Regions from separate parts of the Zea mays genome. Here region 2 is linked to region 1. Evidence: chromatin contacts called from public Hi-C data. All regions are on one chromosome and are shown on one strand. Each heading gives the region's core, a stretch centred on a gene start, on an enhancer-like site or on the middle of the called end of the contact. The rest is flanking DNA. Distances are from core to core; before and after follow the strand shown. Region 1 has its middle 70 kb from the start of LOC103640545. Region 2 has its middle 72 kb from the start of LOC103642256.

The links. Hi-C and Micro-C count contacts between places; a contact is called where the count stands out from the background.
Region 2: a contact with region 1 is called in a Hi-C map of ear, with 2.2 times the contacts expected there. The contact joins two enhancer-like sites. A contact is called at or near these places in 3 of 25 Hi-C or Micro-C datasets (ear, endosperm and tassel).

Annotation. Positions count from the first base shown.
Region 1 is chr1:172,013,836-172,017,822 of Zm-B73-REFERENCE-NAM-5.0, forward strand. No RefSeq gene overlaps it. Among protein-coding and RNA genes, the nearest start is that of LOC103640545, 70 kb to the right of the region's middle. Within about 2 kb of position 1,991, at least 17 of the 20 cell types and tissues checked have an H3K27ac peak or open chromatin away from gene starts, as enhancers often do. A contact at or near this core is called in ear and tassel, where this site is marked.
Region 2 is chr1:172,266,531-172,270,517 of Zm-B73-REFERENCE-NAM-5.0, forward strand. No RefSeq gene overlaps it. Among protein-coding and RNA genes, the nearest start is that of LOC103642256, 72 kb to the right of the region's middle. Within about 2 kb of position 2,246, at least 16 of the 20 cell types and tissues checked have an H3K27ac peak or open chromatin away from gene starts, as enhancers often do. A contact at or near this core is called in ear and tassel, where this site is marked.

The DNA of each region.
Region 1 (3,987 bases), core at 741-3,240:
TAACTCTAGTACATTCAAACACCCATATACTCTTATAATGGATTCTAATAGGCACTTAAAAATTTAAGAGAACCGTTTTCGAATGGGGAAGCAAATGGACCATGGCGGAAAGCACGGAGGTCAAAATTCAAATGAAGTTTCTTTTTCTTTGAAGGCGGACGGCGGTCGCAAACACCCGGCGGTGCGGCCCCGTGCCTCTGCCGTCTGTGCCCCCTACCACCCTCGTGCAGAGCGCGTGCTCCGGCCCCCTCCCGCTAGAAATGAAAACAATTTCGGTTTTTTTCGGTTTTTCGAAAACCGTTTTTGATTTTTTCGACTGAAACCAGCAGTACCGGTATTTTTCGCAGCCGGCATCGGTTATCGGAATTTTGTTTCAAAATCGGTATCGAAAACAATATAAGATTTTTCCGACCGTTTTAATCGGTTCCCGTTTTCAAACGAAATTTACCGAATTTAGGTATCGGAATTTTTCCAAAAACAAAAAATTAAGTAGGCTATTTAAAAGCCCACACTCAATAATGGACGCTCAGGCCCAAGTGCCTACCGTTTCATCTGGCTCGAGCTGTTATCTAGATGAGACTCTTCTTCGATGACATTTAGGTGGGCGAGGTGAGACTAAATAATGTTGTGCACTGTACCCATCCGGCTTCGCTAACAGCTGCTGGGACAAGTGGGTCCGTAGGTGGGCTGCATGTCTGATGAATCCGCTTCGTGGGCGACTAGGTGGTGAGCTCCTGATGGGCTGCCCATCTGATGATGGGCGACTGGGCGGTGAGCTCCTGGCCATGTTCATATTGGCCCTCTTGCGTGCGTGTGTGTGTATATATATAATATTGTGTATTGTATTTGTATTGAATATCCAAATTTAAATAGTTTGACTTGACATAATTCTAGAAAGATAAATTCATGTAGACGGAGAGAGTACTCTTCTATGTGATATGGATGAATAAAGTTATACATAGTTAGAGTAAGAAAATGTTGAACCTTGAATCTATAAACATGTGATATTTATGAACTTGTTATATTGTGAACTTGTTATGTTATGAACTTGTGATATTTATAAACTTGTTATATTGTGAATTGTTGGCTTGTGATCTTTATTGTATTGTGAACTTGTTATATTCATATGTTTACCGGTCATACTTTAGATTCCGACCGTTACCGATGTATTTTCCATATTAAACTTTCGTTTCCGATGTTTCCGAAATATCGATATCTTTTTCCGTTTCCGGTTTAACCATTTCCGATTCCATTTCCGATAAAAATTATGAAAACGAAAACGGTTTTAGTGTTTACCGACCGTTTTCATCCCTACCTCCCGCTGTGCTGTCCTTGTACTACACGAGACGCTTTAACAGTTTAGTACTCTCTTTTTTTTAAAAAAAGGAATGGATCTTTTATTTTTTTCGTTTGGTCGGACGGTCGGACCGCAGTTACGTTCATCAGATGAACAAATGAGTTTTGAGAAACCCATGCAAGTGGAGTCGGTATAAGACGGACGCCACCGTGGCGTGTATTGCTATTGGGCTGCCAAGGTCTGAGGCCCAGTACTGATACATGATTCTTGGTCCATTTTCTTCAGCAAGCTTACGGGTAAGGGGCCCTTTTCCTAAGCAATTTCGTGGTTGTGGGCCTGCGTTAATCGGTGTATGGGTTGTAAACCAAAAAAAAAGGAGAGAGAGGGGGAGCCAATTTGGATCCGTTTAGTTGGCCAAAATTTAAACCAAACACATCCTTACCTTCTCTAACTTTTGCTCAAGTTTAATTCACCGCTCCAATTTTTGCTCAACTTTTGCTCTAGGTGTTGGACGGAGCCTGCCTCTATATGCTGGTTCAGCTTCGTAGGGCATACTGCATAGTGCATGGTACACCGCCACCGGTGCAAAGACGCCTGAACACAAAGCACGTCGTAGCGTACTCCCGGTAAACAACACATTGCTTGTGCTTGGGGCGACCGTGGTCCCAGCTAGGGCCTAGGGCAGGCTCCCAGCTCCTTGTGTATGGCCATGGGCCTGTACAGCGTCAGGTCATATCATATGCATGCCAAGCCAAATCCAGTTCTTCGCCCGCGCGCATGCGACAGCGTAGTCATTCAATCATGTGTTTTCAGTGGTGCATGCTGTTGAAATATTAGACAATTTACAGATTAAATTTCAATATATAAATTATGACCAAATCAGAAGAACTGAAGTATAAAGTTAAATCAGATGATTCGTACTGATCAAATATACTGATAGATGGCACGAGCCGGAATCAGCAGGGTCGACGACGTTGAAGCAGTGGTACCGATGACGTCTACGCAACAGGGTTTGACTAGAAGATCACGAGCAGTCGCATGAGGATGCTTCCCAAAAACCTTATTCACCCTCTCCCGGTGCAGGATCTCGAAGGCGAAGGGTTCCGGAGACCTGCTCTCCCGATCGCAGATGCACATCGGTGGTCGGGATGAAGAGAACTACGATGGCGACGCAGTTGTGAACAGAGGCGAAAGCGAAAATTATGGTTATTTTGATGATGGTTGTTAGGCGCCTTATATAGGGCCGAGTTCGCGAACCGATAGCTATCCGCGATCCGATCTGCCCGTGAAAAACTTGCGTTCAGTTTAGATTTTTATAGCGATCGGTTAGAATTCTAAACTTAACAACCAAGCAACCAAAAATTAAAACAGCAAAAGGAAGTCGCGCCCCCGCAAGGCGAGGGACCATTCACGCGTATGTTGTGCGCCCGCGTCCTTCACCCCCGCCCCGCCCCGCCCAGGCTAGGCCAGGCGAGCGAGCGCGCGCGTGTGGCTCTCCACACTCTCTCCTCTCATCCCTGACTTGGTGAGTGAGTGTGACTTCCATATTTAAACTAGTTCTACTCCATTTGGACTAGCAATATGGCACTATTAGTTCCACTATTCCCTAGCCATACACATATATGGGCTTTTGAGATTTTTCTGGGATTTAATTGAATTTCTCAATTGAGCCTAGCCCATAAATCCTAACAATCCCCCACCAGATCTCAAATGTCCATCTGCAGTTTTGCCACTGTTCACTACTGTTTAATATACTATTGTTTCAGCAGAGACTATTAAGTTGAACTTCCGTCTAGAACTCCAAGCTACACTTGGACAATAGACTATGCCTTGAATTGCAAGTTTTGTGTGAATGAGTTTCACTTAAAGCCATGACCAGTACTTGGTTACCAGTAGTCCCCTTCTCGGGTGGAGCATATACATCGTACTCCAAGGTCTCTTCATGAGTTTACTAGAGATCACCCAGATCTCATAGACTCCGACGTTAGACAGTCTAACTCATATAGGTGTGTTCTTTCAAGAATGTTCTGCTGGACAACATCTTCGCTAATACAAGCCAACAAAACACATTAAGGCACAAAGCCAACCTGCCTTACAACATTTGAGAGTATTGCATCTTTACTTAGAGAGGGTCAAAGGTTACTCTCCTCAGTTCACCAATGGCTTGTTCTTCCTAGGACCTAATTCATGGGATCTCCAATCACATAGACTGGGTTTCCACCATGGCAACTTATACGGGTCTCATACCCATCTCTCTCGATGTGATTTCTATCATATTACGTGGTAGTCCCTTTGTAAAAGGATCTGCCAGATTTTTATCTATTGAAATATAAGTCACACTTATAACTCCCGAGTTTCTCAACTTTCTGACAGACTTCAATCGTCTTTTGACATGTCTTGATGACTTCCCATTATCCTTAGAACTTGTCACTTTAGCAATCACTGTCTGATTGTCACAATTCATAAGGATAGCTGGTATTGGTTTCTCAACCACTGGCAAGTCCATCAAGAGTTCACGCAACCATTCTGCCTCAATGGTTGCTGTGTCAAGTGCAGCTAGCTCGGTTTCCATGGTTGACCTCGTCAAGATGGTCTGCTTGCATGACCTCCATGATACCGCACCTCCACCAATAGTAAAGACATAACCACTGGTGGCATAAAGCTCGTCTGCATCAGATATATAGTTTGAA
Region 2 (3,987 bases), core at 996-3,495, 250 kb after region 1:
AGCAGCTCTAATAATGGTGTTCATAAGTGGAGGCATGAGTGGGGAGATGAACGGTATGGACGGCGTAAATCTCAGAAAAGAAACGGCGGCGGCTGCTTGCACAGGAATGGTGGTCGGTGCTTTCCAAATTCCAACCGTGGAAGATGAGCAGCAAGAAAAAAGATAGAAAGAGGGCCCCACCTGTAAACGTAGGAGAGGGAGGGAGGCTCGTACGGCAAGAGTGGGGCTGGGCTCGTGCGTTTTTATTTTATTTTATTTTATTCTTTTTATTTATTTCAAAATTCTCTTTTCTTTTTCTTTTTCTTTTATTTTCGAAATTATTTTTAAAAATAGGTAATTCATAAAAATTATAATAATATTTCCATAAATAGAATACACAAATTTAAAGAATAGATAATTTTAGGCAAAAAATCTACTATTTAAATAGATTGGGCTCCAAAAAATGAATAAATCAAAATGAAACCTATGCCTAATCAAAAACAATATTTTAATTACTCCTTATTATTTTATAAAATGAGATTTTCTCACCAAATTAAATTTAAGTATTAGATTTATAAATGGAGTCAAACAAAATTTGTGCTTCAGCATAAATGCATCAAACAATTGACAAAATTTTATCCAATTAGGAAATCACCATTTCATTACTTCAAAACATATTTTTTTTCTTTCTACTAGAAATTAATAATATAAACTAAATTATTTTCAATTGACGGATTAAGGTGTTACAACACAACTCTAATAAAAAGAAGAGAGAAGAAATCTATAGAGAGAGAAACAAGGGATAATATCTGAATTTGGTAGATATTAGAGAAGAAATTTTACACCCCAAATTGAGGGTGTTACACCGACCATGAAACTATCACTTGGGAGGAGTGTAGAGACAACTTCCACCGACACCATATTCCAGAAAGGCTGATGATAATAAGGAAGTAGGATTTTTTTCTAGCACTAAAGCAAAGACCCCTGTCCGTTAGAGAGTATAGGTATAAATTTCTAGAACTACCTTGCTATGCACCTGAGGATATCAACACTGATGCAAAAAGGCAGTACATGTGTAATACCCAAATAAATGGAGTTATAAAATGTATAAGTATTGGAAATTATAAAAAGGCTTATGTGATTAATTGTCTTGTTTTCTCCTTTTTGCATATTTAAATTATGGGGTCGCATTGACTACTAACAATTATGTAAACAAAATAAATATGCATTCCATGCTGGGACTCGTGAAATGTTGCACTCGTAGTTGAACTGGTAATACAACTTTGTGCTAAAAAAATTGAAATGGGAAAATGAAATACAAAGAGAAAAGAAGAAAAAAAAAAGAAAGGAAAACTGTGTGCCCAGGCTGGGTTCTGTTCTTTTCGGCCCAGCTAACCACCGTGGTGGCCCAGATTCCGGTAACCACAGCGCCGACATGTGGGGCCGCAGTGCTAGCCACACCGCGCGCGCCGCGCATCTTGGCGCTTGCTCGCTGACTGCTAGGTCCCTCTCGCCAGCCACACACCTGCGCGCGCTTGTCGCTGTGTTGTGGGCTCCACCTAGCAGCCTCTGTGTTGTGGGCTCCACCTAGCAGCCTCGCCCTGTAGATCTTCGCTCCGCCGCGACCGCAACCACCCGACCGAGCTCTCCGCTGCCGCGCGATTATAGCTGGTCAGGTGCCACCGACCTATTCGGACTATAAAACCTATGCGCTCAGTACCTCTCTCGTCTCGTGTTCTCCTCATCCAACTCAGCCGCTGCCGCCGTCGCAATTCGGATGGGAAAGTCGCCGCCATGGTTGGGATCGAGCTGGGCTGCAATCTGGACCCTTGGGGAAAGGCTGGAGTGCAATGCGGGTGAATTGGATCGTATCCAGGGGCTTCACCAAGCCTAGGTGATCGGGGGTCAGCGTTAATCCCTCGTCGGGACCCAACGCCGCGGTGGCTCCGCCGAACACGGTGGGCAGCTACCTTCACGTTCTTGATTCACGGTGAGATCCGTGTCCACATGTCCGCCATTGTCTGTCGCGCCGGCGAGGCCTCACCGCAGGGTCATTTGCGCCGCCGTCGCCGGTGTCAGGATGGAGTGATGATTGGGGGGTCGTAGATCCTCAATCACGTGACTCTGATTAGAATCTTGTGTATCCCTTCGGTAGATTGATCAAGAGCATCGATTTAGATTCAGGCGGTTGGGAGTAGGCTTCAGATATGTTAAACTCGAACCATTGATCGCGCATCGGGTGGCTGGCATTGCGTACCATTTCGTTTTAAAAGAAATCTGATCCTGGCCCTCAGTTTCTAATCGGACGGCCGATCTCATCCCAAACCGCTTCGGCGTGCAAGTCTTGCAAAAGAGCCCATGATGTTTTTAATTATCAACCCACAGTCCCGATCTTTTGTAAAATCATTACGCCGACGCCCTGAATTTTGTAGGGAAGTCCCTGTAGAACCCCAGATTGTTGTGTGCACTCCAGAGAGCTGGTAAAGGGAATAAAAAGATTATAGAAAATGAATTTTAGTATAAAAATAATTCCAGAAACTTGTTTACTTCATAAATAATTCATTTTAACTACTTTTTGACCCATTCTAGTTGCATTAATTTTGTTTTAATATTTGCATTAATTTTGTTTTCATATTGTTTATCACCTGGTAACTCTGTTTTATCGTGAAACATAGATTAAAATTATCCACGTAGTTTATTCCATACCAAACACTTAAAACTTCGGAAAATTATAACTCTTTAACCGTAACTCCAAATTTAGTGATTCTCGAACCTATGATCTCGTTGCGATGCGTAGAATATTATCATGCATTTTGTTCTGATGTTTGATGTGATATTAATTTTTCCTATACCATGTTTGTTTGTATTGCTTCGTGTAGATGAGCAAGTGACCGAGGACCCCGGTACCCAGCAGGTGGAAAATACTGAGCAGGAGCTCGTTGAGGCAAGTTGTGCCCTACCCAATATTATTCTCTATAATCACTTTGTCATGTTTATGCTTAATTTGTATGGAACCCAATAGGTCACCCTAATCTGCTTTACCATATGCATTGATCACCACTGAACTTTTGGGTAGTCCTGCTATTTCTATATATGGTTTTGGGTGTTGAGATAAATTTGACACATGATCATACTTTATATTATTGTTGGTTATTTATTGTTCATGATAAAATTACTGTGTTAATTGGAACATGGAGAATCACTCGGGAAAACAGTGCTACCGCAAGGGTGGAATGGGGCACCCTTGGCCAAGTAATTAGGAAAGCTAGATAGAGATTACCTTACCTGAAAGAGGCAAGCGGGGAGGCATCGCTGCAGAGTATAGGGAGGTTCTCAGGTCGGACTGTCTGTCTAGCTTTTCGGACGGGGGATTACTATGCTTCCTTCTTCCTGAATCCGTAGCGGGTTTTCTCAAACTAGTGGAACTTTAGAAAGGCATCGTAGTGCTACCCAGCCTCGTCTCCTCGGTAGAGATGAATTGGACTTTTAGACCCCTTGGCAAATGGGTAGCATGGCTTGTGGGTAAAGATACGCAACCTCTACAGAGTGTAAAATTGGTATATCAGCCGTGCTCATAGTCATGAGCGGCTCGGACACTCACATGATTAATTTATGGAAGTAAATTTAATTTGTCATTTGCATCGCATTATGGTTTATTATAAATTTTGATCTATTATTACTTTGGGTTGGTATACACTTACATTTAGTAACTGCTAATAAAATCTGACCAACTTATTAAAAGCAATGCTCACCTTTAACCATTATTTGTTGATCAGTCTTACACTATACATGAACTCCCACCTTTGGTGAGTTCATGCATATTATTCCCCACAACTTGTTGAGCTATGATCTTTTGTGAGCTCACCCTTGTGATATATAAATCTCCCCATAGGTGAAGAGCAGGTAGCCCAGGAGGAAGTCTACAACGAGGAATACGAGCTAATCTAGGTGGCATCTCCCAGTCAGCTTGATGGCGCCAAGGAATAATTATTAGATCACTTTATTGTT